4 separate regions of the Mus musculus genome follow, and regions 2, 3 and 4 are each linked to region 1. The links are chromatin contacts, called in public Hi-C, HiCAR-type and promoter capture Hi-C maps. All regions are on one chromosome and are shown on one strand. Each heading gives the region's core, a stretch centred on a gene start, on an enhancer-like site or on the middle of the called end of the contact. The rest is flanking DNA. Distances are from core to core; before and after follow the strand shown. Region 1 holds the start of Pdk4 (pyruvate dehydrogenase kinase, isoenzyme 4). Region 2 overlaps Gm46948 (a long non-coding RNA gene). Region 3 overlaps Vps50 (VPS50 EARP/GARPII complex subunit). Region 4 holds the start of Sem1 (SEM1, 26S proteasome complex subunit).

Evidence for each region. Promoter capture Hi-C pulls out the DNA fragments that hold promoters and counts their contacts. A called contact is a pair of places that touch in the nucleus more often than the background predicts. HiCAR-type assays count read pairs that join an accessible place to other places.
Region 2: a Hi-C map of uterus shows a contact between it and region 1, with 4 times the contacts expected there. The contact joins the enhancer-like site here to the promoter of Pdk4 in region 1. A contact is called at or near these places in 3 of 39 promoter capture datasets (the 3T3-L1 cell line, hippocampal neurons and stem cell-derived epiblast-like cells), 1 of 484 Hi-C or Micro-C datasets (uterus), 1 of 115 datasets of contacts at active chromatin or transcription factors (astrocytes) and 1 of 9 other capture datasets (embryonic stem cells).
Region 3: a contact with region 1 is called in a HiCAR-type map of astrocytes, with 5 times the contacts expected there. The contact joins the enhancer-like site here to the promoter of Pdk4 in region 1. A contact is called at or near these places in 5 of 39 promoter capture datasets (hippocampal neurons, liver, pre-B cells and 1 more) and 2 of 115 datasets of contacts at active chromatin or transcription factors (astrocytes and embryonic stem cells).
Region 4: a contact with region 1 is called in a promoter capture Hi-C map of liver, with 2.7 times the contacts expected there. The contact joins the promoter of Sem1 here to the promoter of Pdk4 in region 1. A contact is called at or near these places in 1 of 39 promoter capture datasets (liver) and 2 of 115 datasets of contacts at active chromatin or transcription factors (embryonic stem cells and microglia).

The regions. Positions count from the first base shown.
Region 1 is chr6:5,494,832-5,497,653 of GRCm38.p6, reverse strand. It overlaps Pdk4 (pyruvate dehydrogenase kinase, isoenzyme 4), which reads left to right and starts at 1,376. Exons shown (of 11, transcript NM_013743.2): 1 at 1,376-1,621; 2 at 2,623-2,764. The coding sequence starts at 1,492.
Region 2 is chr6:4,415,772-4,418,919 of GRCm38.p6, reverse strand. The region is part of intron 3 of Gm46948 (a long non-coding RNA gene); the gene reads left to right. Among named protein-coding and RNA genes, the nearest start is that of Gm33788, 7.5 kb to the left of the region's middle. Within about 2 kb of position 1,574, at least 131 of the 459 cell types and tissues checked have an H3K27ac peak or open chromatin away from gene starts, as enhancers often do. A contact at or near this core is called in hippocampal neurons and uterus, where this site is marked.
Region 3 is chr6:3,538,208-3,540,912 of GRCm38.p6, reverse strand. All of the region lies in intron 12 of Vps50 (VPS50 EARP/GARPII complex subunit), which reads right to left. Among named protein-coding and RNA genes, the nearest start is that of Gm52885, 31 kb to the left of the region's middle. Within about 2 kb of position 1,257, at least 8 of the 459 cell types and tissues checked have an H3K27ac peak or open chromatin away from gene starts, as enhancers often do. A contact at or near this core is called in astrocytes, where this site is marked.
Region 4 is chr6:6,577,300-6,580,008 of GRCm38.p6, reverse strand. It overlaps Sem1 (SEM1, 26S proteasome complex subunit), which reads left to right and starts at 1,351. Exons shown (of 3, transcript NM_009169.2): 1 at 1,351-1,530. The coding sequence starts at 1,455.

The DNA.
Region 1 (2,822 bases), core at 127-2,626:
GTATTGGTGGTAGGTTTAAGAGGAGGAACTTTGATGCTAGACCTGTGCCTGCACAAGTCCACTAAACAGCAGAGCACTGGAATCTGGGGCAGAGTTTGAACTAGAGGCAGAAATCAGACATCAGTCCTGTGACTGGGTGAGCTCTCATGGGGGAAAATGCAAAGAGTGCACCCACCGTCATCTATGACTTTCATAACACCCCAGTCTCCTCATATGCAAGGGTCGAAGGCTAAGGGTGCCTTGGATAACAAACTGCCCTTGCAGTTTATTACTATTAGTAGTTCCCATTACATTGCATTTGCAACCAAGTCGTTACAGCGTCCCTAAACACTGGCTTCATTCTACAGTCCATTTAGAGTGAACGGGAGGACGAGAGAGGTTAGGATGAGAGTGTTATGACCCGCTAGCATGTTTCAACAGCAGTCATTAGGGAGGTCAATATTGGGCAGTAACAAAGTAGGGTAGGATGCACTGAGCCTCTGGGAAATGAAAGAGCCCAAATAACTAAAATATGCTACTGGTGCCTGCTAGTGACAAAGGCTGCTTTTTGGAAGGAGGGCAGCCGCAATGAAGAAAGAGCTTTTGGAGCAGACTGGGGAGTGGAGGGCGGTCAAGAGCAAACTAGAAGGCCTTAGAGAAAGAGGGGAATGACAGGGAAGGGGGACTACAGGGCCAGCCAAACCCTCAGCAAATCGCTCTTTAGTTTGCATTTAATTAACAGGTAGAAAGTGTTACAGGAGAGAAGTGAACTGGGATTTTCCACCACATTAATAATAAGCCTATTTAGGCAGTTTCTAAACTTGAGCTGTTCGCTAAGAAGAAAGTGGATAAAACTGTAGGGTGGTCCTTGCTTTCGAGGTCCAATGGCAAAGAAGCCCATACTTTAGTAAGCAGATGATTGGCTACTGTAAAAGTCCCGCTCTGAGCGAACACCAATGCACGCTCCGCGGTGAGATTCTTGGAAACAGTTTCTGGCTAGGAATGCGTGACATTGAGATGGCTCTGGAGTTGTAAACAAGGACAAGTCTGGGCGGGCCTGAAGTCCTAGCGACCTGGGATCTATCCCAAGGGGGCCCACGTCATCCCGGATGCCTGCTGTGGCTGCTCCCCCTATCCCACCCCAACCCTCCTCCCTCTCACCCTTTGCCCCTTGCAGGCCATGGAAACCGTGTCGGGATCACTGTGCCAGGCCTTTCTAGTGACCGCGGCCAAAGGGAGGAGCCCAAAGTTCTTTCTCTGAGCTGATTGGTGTGGCCCCAAGTTCAGAGTCCCAGAGCCTCCTCCTGGCTGGAGTTGTGGAGAGGGCGTGGAGGTAGATAAAAGGCAAGACATCGGGTGGTGGGAAGACCCAAGTGTCAACCCTTCACCCAGGCTCGAGCACCCGGGACCCTGGGACCACAACGCACTTGCTCCCTCTCGACCGCGCTCCTGACCCGCAGCCCTCGCCAACCCTACGGATCCTAACCACCGCCAGCCTAGGTGGGCGTCAGGATGAAGGCAGCCCGCTTCGTGATGCGCAGCGCCAGCTCGCTGAGCAGCGCCAGCCTGGTCCCCAGGGAGGTCGAGCTGTTCTCCCGCTACAGCCCGTCCCCGCTGTCCATGAAGCAGCTGCTGGACTTTGGTGAGAGGCGGGCGACGCAGGGCCCAGGAGGGTGGCGCTGAGGCTGGGGAGGCCCCAGGATGGGAAGGGCTGAGTTCAGGGCTAGGACGACTGAGGTCTCTTTGACCGAAGAACTCGGGATTCTCAAAAGGCTGTGCACCTGTTTTCCTAGTTTGGTTACTTTCTGACAGTTTGTACCAGAAAGGCTAAGTCACTTGTAACCATACTGATGCTCAACTTCGAATCTACTTTTCTCTTCTCACTGTCTAGATCATTTGAGTGTGTATATATATATATATATATATATATATATATATATATATATATATATATATATATCCTTTCAGCCACCATTTTAATAATGGACTAGAAGCTAAACTAACTCCTTTCTTCCCAATTTCCTAATAACACAAACTTACCTTAGATTGATAGATACAGATTTAAACTCATACTCCCCGCCTCCACACACACCCCGCTGATCTCTTGGCATGCCTAGCAGGCATCTTTACTATTTCTCCTTTATTGTTTTACAAGTATTTACATTACTACTACTACTACAAAAAAAAAAAAAAAAAGACAGTTACTCCTTTTCTTCCGCGGTGGCATATGGAACATTTCAAGATGTCAATGTGGTATTGTTTGTTGCTAGTCTGGAAAGGCCTCTGTCTCCTTCTACCCAGACCCTTTCAGGTTCATACTCATTAAGGGTGTGTTATTGAGTTTGTGGTACAGGCCCTGGACTCACGCATAGAAATAACTGGAGAGTGGTCTGATTTCTCCACCGTGGGCTTATTTTTTTCTTTTCATAAAGAAAATAAACAGTATTTCACCTATATTGGTCACTCTTAAAAAGTGAAAAGGGGGTGAAATTGGACAGAAAGAAAAAGGCACTAAAGATCTAGCTTTAAAGTGTCTATAAGCACTAAGCTAACTGTAGTTAAGATATTATTTTACAACATCCTTTGTATTTGCTATTTAGTCTCAAATTTTCCCCCAAACTGAACACGCTTCACCCACTACAGGTTCAGAAAATGCCTGTGAAAGAACGTCCTTTGCTTTTCTGCGGCAAGAGCTGCCCGTCCGCCTGGCCAATATCCTGAAGGAGATTGACATCCTGCCTGACCGCTTAGTGAACACTCCTTCGGTGCAGCTGGTGAAGAGCTGGTGAGGACACACGGTTTTGAAGTCTCTGGCTTTAAAAGTTACCTGAGCACCACTTCTT
Region 2 (3,148 bases), core at 325-2,824, 1.1 Mb after region 1:
TTCTTGACTTAATAAAGATTCGAAGCCTTTGTCAGATCTCCTCCGATGAAATGGCTGACCACTTTTGCGGAGCCCCCAGAGTTGTGTTAGGAACTGTAGACTTAAGAAGAAAGGGAAGAAGAAGAAGAAAAACAGCAGAAGGTGGCGTTTAAAAGAAACAAAATGAAATTTATTGCACATCAAATCTATGTCCAACGAAGCTGGCCCCTGTCACTGTCCCTGGATGGGTGTTTATTTAGTGGAGAAGAGGAAGATACAGTTAAAGGATGGAAGGGGCCCGTGTCAAGATGTTATTGGAGTCAAGCAGATTGACGGCTTAGAGTGACAGGCCTGGCTCTGCAGAGCTCAGAGGCCACTGGTGGGGTCAGAGACTCGAGATCATCCGAAGCACAGCCTCAGCGCCTGGGTATCGATTTTAAATTGAATTCCAGGTTTTAGTGCAATTAAAAGCTACTACGAGGATTTGAGGAGAGAAATGGTATGGTCAAATTATTAGAGCAGCATGGTTTTTATATTAATTAGAACAGACCACGGGGACCAGAGGGATGAGAGAATCTGCAGGCGAGGTAACTCACTAACGGAGTGAGCTCGGGAGCCCAGAAGGCCTTTGTGAAATCGACAAATTAAAGCTACAGTGTTGTCTGACATTACAGACAAGAGAGGGTTTTCCCCCCCCCCCTTCATTAATTTTATCTGATTCACTCACCTTATTAGTTCTGAAAGACTTGGGTCACTAGCCTGACTACTTCCCTTGCATCCGTCTGTAAGCACCAGCACAGCACTGTTTTGCCCAGCTATGTGGGTTCTCCGGTCCACAGGTGAAGCAAAAACGGAGAGCAAAATGTCCAGAGGAAGGGTTATGGGATTGCTTTATGACCTTATCTTAAAAAGGAGGACTTTGTATGTCTCCCCACTTATTCTCACCAACAGACATAGGTTGGTTTTTTTTTTGTTTTTTTTTTTTGTTTGTTTTTTTATTTTTTTTTTGGGGGGGGGAGGTGTTAGTCTGAAATCTGAACGTGCTTATCAGCTGGGAAAAATCTGACATTTAATTGATTTTATCCCTTAGAAGTGTGTGTGAGAGAGAGAGAAGAGAGAGAGGGAGGGAGAGAGAGAGAGGGAGGGAGAGAGAGAGAGAAGAGAGAGAGGAGAGAGAAGTGGGGGGAGGGAGACAGGGAGGGAGGGAGGGAGAGAGAGAGAGAGAGAGAGGAGAGAGGAGAGAGAGGAGAGAGAGGTGGGGGGAGGGGGGAGAAAAATTGACAGTATTACTAAGCAACAAGCCTGCTTATTTACTGCTCCAATCCACGCCCCCACCCTCCACCCCCCTACCCAGGTTGCAGACTTTCTCTTGAGTCCACGAGAGACTGCTGGCTAATTTTTTAAGTATAATTTCCCAAAGTACTGCCCCTTGCCATAGAAAATGCCACGTAGGTCTTCTGAGTTATAAATGCCGAGGAAAACCATGTTGGTTACGTTTGCAGCTTTTTCATTTTGTGGTTCTGGGTGGTACAGCCCAGTTGCCAACGTTATCCATTCCTCTTTCTGGGAACAGCCTTAATTGTACTTGGCTTGGTTGACACAAAAGGCCTCTGAAAAATATGAGGCTGGTCCCTCTAGTGTTGCTTTGTGAAGACTACAGTACAAAGTACTGGATGGAGGAACACAGCTGCAAAGGAGTGCAGAGAGCGGCTGCAAAATCAATCTGCTTCAAAACACATTATTGAAATGATTTTCTACAAAATGCCATGGTACTATACAGGGCTCCTAACCAAAGAAAATGCAGGCACTTTGCTACATTTGCAAGGACACGGTGTTCGTTGTTGAGACTTCCCAGAACAAACAGTAAACGATTGAAATCACATTGGCCAGAGTTACCAGAGGGTCAAGAGCAATATAAGCTTGCCTTGCTTTTAGAAACGAATTCACAATACTGGTTAGGACTGTCTGGCTATGCTCATAGGCTTTCACTGTCATAAAAAGAGGAGGCAAGATTTCATATACTTCTTCATTCTTTCTCTGATGCCCCCTGATGTTCAATAAAAAGAGTATGCTATCTTCTTCCTGTTTTTCTTTGACTTTTTTTTTTCTACCCTCAGACATTTGTTAAACTACTAATCTGTTCCAAAGATAGAAAAATGATAAGATACATTCATTTCCCTGGACATGCATCATCATCCCATGGGAAGACAGACTCTTAGTGACAAAATAGATTTATATAATGCCTGGGACACAGGGGAAATGGTATTAATTATTAATGCTGGTTATCAAGAAAGATGAGGTATTTGAGCTGTGGTCTGAAGCTAGAGTTAGAGTCCTCATTAGAGGCAATTCATGGCTTGACATCATTGACTGATCCTTGGTCAATACCAGTTTGGTCCAGTTTCTGAGGAGATCTATTATGGCATGTGCAATGGGCAGCTAGTCTGTGTGTGTATGTATGTATGTATGTGTGTGTGTTGTTGTTGTTGTTTGTTTGTTTGTTTATGCTACTGCTTCAAGGCTCAGATTTCCTGCCTTATTCCAGTGTCCCTTATTCTGCATGTGCAGTAAAAGGAGGCCCACGGCAGAAAGGCCAGCTCTCCATTAAAGGAACATGAAATAAAACTGGGTGGTTTGAATCAAGACTGCAGTAGCTCTGGATTCCAGCAGAAAGGGGTTGGTGTCACAAGGGGAACCCTGATCCTTTGTGGGGGTAGAAGTAAGGTTTGTTAGAGGGAGTCAGGTTATTAGTGATGATTTTATTAGAAAATCTCTTTCAGTTCTGAAAGCCTATTAACAAAATTTCATATTTACATTTAAAGGGGACTAATTACCTACAGAGAGTCTCGATAGCCTCAAACCCACCCGAGAGCCCAGCACAGTGTTATTTCACTAGACACTGGCTTACAAATCCTTTAGAAAAAAGGCACCCCACCCTGGTCATCATGTTGTTGGCAGTGAGGTTGACATTGAAATTCATTGACTTGAAACCACACAGTCACTTTTCAAAGGCTGTTTGGGGTTGTAGCAAAACACATTGAGATCATTTGGTATATTAAATAAGACATATTACCAACAGTCTCTATATTTACATTTGTACATGTACAGTCAAAAACCAAATGACAGTCATAAAGTCTAGAAGCATATTAAGGCTCATAAGAAATTGTGG
Region 3 (2,705 bases), core at 8-2,507, 2.0 Mb after region 1:
AAATAAAATAATGTTCAGGGGGAAAAAAAACCTCAAATCTATAGAAAAGGTATTCAATTCTCCTAACTTGGATGAGCACAGAGAGCAACAAGCACCCCACTGCAAGATCTGGATCTGCAAACCTGACTCTCACAGTGAAGAAACGTGAACACAATGTGAACACATGAAGGCTCCCTAATCTAATCTTGATTGATGCTTAACCTCCATGGATCCGACTTCCCATCTCACCACAATCAGCTCAGAGAAAGCCTACAACCTTCCATCTCTACTATTGTCTTAGTCAGTGTTTCTATTTCTGAACAAACATCATGACCAAGAAGCAGTTGGGGAGAAAAGGGTTTATTCCGCTTACACTTCCATACTGCTGTTCATCACCAAGGAAGTCAGGACTGGAACTCAAGCAGGTCAGGAAGCAGGAGCTGATGCAGAGGCCATGGAGGGATGTTCTTTACTGGCTTGCTTCCCCTGGCTTGCTCAGCCTGCTCTCTTATAGAACCCAAGACTACAAGCCCAGAGATGGTCTCACCCACAAGGGGCCCTCCCCCCTTGATCACTAATTGAGAAAATGCCTTACAGCTGAATATCATGGAGGCATTTCCCCAACTGAAGCTCCTTTCTCTGTGATAACTCCAGCCTGTGTCAAGTTGACCCCCAAAACCAGCCAGTATAAACTGAGTTTGGTTGATTTTCAATGTATAGTGTAAATACCCTAAATTGCGAGCTTGAAGTATATAGTCGAAGAATATCTTTTCAAAGTTGCTTCAGTGAAAAGTGATGAGTATAGGCTGACTGTCCTTTATTATATAACTGAACTCATAAGAAAACACTACTAAGTGTATCAAAAAATCAGAAAGTTCAAACAGAAATCTCTAGACGGTTCTAGTGCATTTTTGTTGATTCATATTTAGATTTAGCACTCTACTCACATACTAATAAACATGTAGACAACAGAGGCTCTGGTATTTTACAGAGATCCAAATTCCACAGTGACTGCACACACACAGAGCGTCATTAACACCTCTGGGAAACTGCTGCATGCCAGTCCCTGGTCAAAACATGGAAAAGTGCTTATGAGACAGTCTCTCAGCTGTAAATCTCTAGTAATTTCTGCATGTGCCATGCTGTATGCAATGTTAACATCTTATGTACTTCCTAAGCACCAAAACACCTCAGCAACAGCAGAAAAAGAACAGAACTGGATGGGAGAGGGCTGGGCTTGGAGCCCAAACCTGTCACTTCCTTGGCCATGACTCCTGCATACCAACAAAGCATGACAAATATTACTAGCACCTGACTAGACTCCTGACTAAAAAACACAAACAGCTTGTGGAGAAAACGGCCATTCTCAATTATCAGGCACTTGATCATTCGGGCTAACCAGGAATATAAACAAAAAGTGTACTGTATAAATAACAACTGTGGCACAGAAATTGTCTCTTGAGTACCAGTGTTAGGTGTTTCTAACTGCTAATAAGTATCCTTAATCAAACAGTCACATACTAGCATTATAAAACAGGCAACGTGTACATCATTATAATATGTATTTCAAAGTTACAAATGATACAATGTGTTATGGTATCTGAAATGACCATAATTATTTAAATGTTTAAATTATTTAAATATAAGAACACTGTTGAATTAGCTGAGACGAAAGGATGGACCATCTAGAGACTGCCATATCCGGGGATCCATCCCATAATCAGCTTCCAAACGCTGACACCGTTGCATACACTAGCAAGATTTTGCTGAATGGACCCAGATGTAGCTGTTTCTTGTGAAACTATGCCGGGGCCTAGCAAACACAGAAGTGGATGCTCACAGTCAGCTATTGGATGGATCACAGGGCCCCCAATGGAGGAGCTAGAGAAAGTACCCAAGGAGCTGAAGAGATCTGCAATCCTATAGGTGGAACAACAATATGAACTAACCAATACCCCTCCGGAGCTCGTGTCTCTAGCTGCACATGTATCAGAAGATGGCCTAGCTGGCCTTCATTGGAAAGAGAGGCCCATTGGTCGTGCAAACTTTATATGCCTCAGTACAGGGGAACGCCAGGGCCAAGAAGTGGGAGTGGGTGGGTAGGGGAGTGGGTGGAGGAGCGTGTGGGGGACTTTTGGGATAGCACTGGAAATGTAAATGAAATAAATACCCAATTTAAAAAAAAAGAAAGAAAAAAAAAGAAAGGAAAAAAGAAAGAAAGAAAAAAAAAACAGCAGAAGACATGAAACACAAGGTATTGTTTCCAGAACACTGGTCAGCATGATGGTCTCCAGTGTCCCCTGCTTCCTGAGACCACATGTCTACATCTGCTTACCATCACCATCTACTTTTAAATATGAGGCAGAAATGACTCCCACCACCACCACATAAAGTTAAGAACTTCATGTCCAGTGACCGGCTTCCTCCATGAATCATCAGCTTTCCTGAGTGATGCCAATGAGAGCCACTTACTTGTTCCCATGAGAGAGATATGCTTATGTTCTCTCTCATCAGCTTCCTTAGTCAACATCAGAGGAGGAGGTAACCACCATCATTTATAGAACAAAGGCACTAAGTGGTATTATTCTCATAAACTAATCAACAAACTGAATTGAAGTCATTTTTCCCTGCCCCCTAAATCTTAGTCACCAAGAGCACAGCATGTGCACAGCAGGCCGGGCATATATTCTCAAGCACTTCACTGCTCACCCCAGCCCCACCTGTGC
Region 4 (2,709 bases), core at 102-2,601, 1.1 Mb before region 1:
GGCTAGCCATTCCCTAGGCAAGGGATCCTGGACTGTGTAAGCTTAGAGACAGCGATGCACCCAAATAGCAAGCACACATTTATTCTCTGCTCTTGACTGTGGATGTGAGAGCGGCTTCAAGTTTCTTCCTTGACATTCCTGCAGTGATGGAGTACAACTTAGAATTATAAGCCAAATGAGCTTTTCTCCCCTGAGCTGCTTTTTTGCCGGGGTATTTTATCATAGCAATGGAAATGGAATTAGGAAAGAGTGTTTGTATAAAATAAAGTATTTTTTACAAAATATGTTCCACTTTCTACTTTCTGATATATCTTTTTAAAAAAACATACAATATTCATATTTATATCCATAAATTGTTCAAACATTTTTCCCATGTTTTTTTAAAAATTCTCTGGCACGGGGTAGTGAGCCATTGGGGATATATTTCTAGCCCTCTGTTTACTTTTAATTTAGGGACACAGTTTCACTAAGTTGTCCAGCCTGATTTTACACTCATTGTATCCAAGGATGCCTTCTGCCCCAACTTCCTCAGTAGTAGGGCTTATAGACCTTCTTCAATTTTTATATATCAAATAGAGTTATTCTTGCACCTGTAACTATGTGTGTTATATGTATAGCCTTAAGTGTGGTGCTGAAAATAAATAAATTATACTAAAGAGAAATTAAGTACCTCATATAAGAGCCCTTTAGATGCAATAGAACACAGATTTATTAGCCTGGCAAATACGTGTTACTGTGTGGTTAGACACTAACTTTTCTCCTATCTTTCATTGTCTTGTTCTTTTCCATGGGTCACAATTAAAACAAAGAAAGCAAAACCAAATCATATCTTTTGAACAACAGTACAACGTTACATCATTTTTTTTTTTTTTTACTTGTTTATTTTTTACATCAACCTGTCAACTAGTTAGAACAGAAACCCTACGGAACACAATTGTAAGGTCAAGGAGCACAGCACAAAGGAAAGGTTGGAGGACAGTCAGAATTGTCTAGCATATGAGTGCCTCTGGCTGCCTTTGGTCCCGGGTTCCCTGTGATGTGGAGATATTTAACAGCATGCTCAAGGCTAGGTTTGAGTAGTGGAATAATGTAATAAGCTCTTAACTTATGTTACTTTATCTTTCCAGATTTCTGTTAGTGATTGTAAGCTAAATAATGGCCTTTAGTAATTTAATACACTGTAAATCTTTCACACGTAGGCAACTATATGAATAATAAAACGAACGAACACACTATAAAACAAAACAGTTCACTGTTTCAAGACGGGAGGACCTACTACAACCGCAGGACGCTCTGGGAGGACCTTCGCTGTCCCAGCATTCCTCGCGCTGCCCCGCAGCTCTTTCCCTCTCGTCTCTATGGTTGCGCCGGCGTTGTCAGGATCGGCGCCTCCGGAGTACTGAGGCTTCCGACTTTGCGGCCGGTCCGAGCAGCTTGGGTCTTGGCGCGGCGCGATGTCCGAAAAGAAGCAGCCGGTCGACTTGGGTCTCTTGGAAGAGGACGACGAGTTCGAGGAGTTTCCCGCGGAAGGTAACCGCCAGGCCGCGCGCTGGGCCTGGGGCCTCCGGTGGGGCGGCGCCGGGCCTGCTCTCTGCGGGAATGAGCTGGGCCCAGCAGCGCGGATCCGGGCGCGGCCTCCGGGGGCCCCGGCCTCGGCCTCCGCGTCCCGGTAGCCGTCGCTTCATGGCGCGGCCCAGTGTTTTGCGCCTCGTCGCTGGGAGGAACCAGGTGAAGCTGGGCCCACGGTGCTGCGAGCTTGTGGCCCTTTAACTTCAACCCGGGACTCTCCGCATCTGCACAGTCTCTTGTTTTGCTTCGGTTTCCAAGCCTCCCCTTGGTAGTAAACTTCAGAGTCCCACTGTTGCCCAGGGCAGCCAGTGCTGTGTACCTCTCGGATAGCGCGAATGAGCCCCGAGAAGTGGGATGATAGAGTCGTTCGTGTGTGTTGTATTCATTACAGATTTTGCCTCAATTTCTGCTTCTCTCCATTTACGGTCACGTGAATTAACCCAAGCTTTATAAAAGTCTTAACCATCTGCCTTCGAAACTAACTTCAATGCTAGGGATGCTTTAGTTTTCTCATTGTAGGTAATAACATAGCTAATGTTGGAAGAGCCTGCTATGATCTTGGGAACGTGAGTGCTTCGCTTCTATTGGCACAATCCATTTCCACAAATATAGGAAGTAGGTATTAATGTACTTACTATTATTCACGTAAGGAAACAGAAGTTTGGAACAATGGAGAAACAGGCCCAGTGTCAACACTGTCCGGAAATGGTGAAACTGAGACGCCTTAATTTACACCAAAGTCCTTAACTTCAGCAGTTATCTTCTGTTTGCTAGGCCTCTTTTTGCCATATTAGTTTTTCAAATTGATTACTTTATTGGCTAATTGTTTTGAGTAGATTTCCCAAATATTTTACCTTGTTTCTAAAAAGTGAGTTAGACTGTGTCTCCATGAAGACCATAGGAAGAGAATTGTGGTTAGTCATGTGCACATACGTGGCATCAAGCAATTATCACTTGACAAAAATTGTACTTAGTTACCCCACCATGATCTCAATGCGCATAAAATCACATCACAGGAACGTTTAGTCTAAGTATAATGTAGTGTTTTAGTTTTAGTGAAAGAGAACATTAGTGTGTATATTATGCAACCTCATAAACCAATTCAGAAGATATATTTCCTCTGAGTTAGGAGTCTATAAT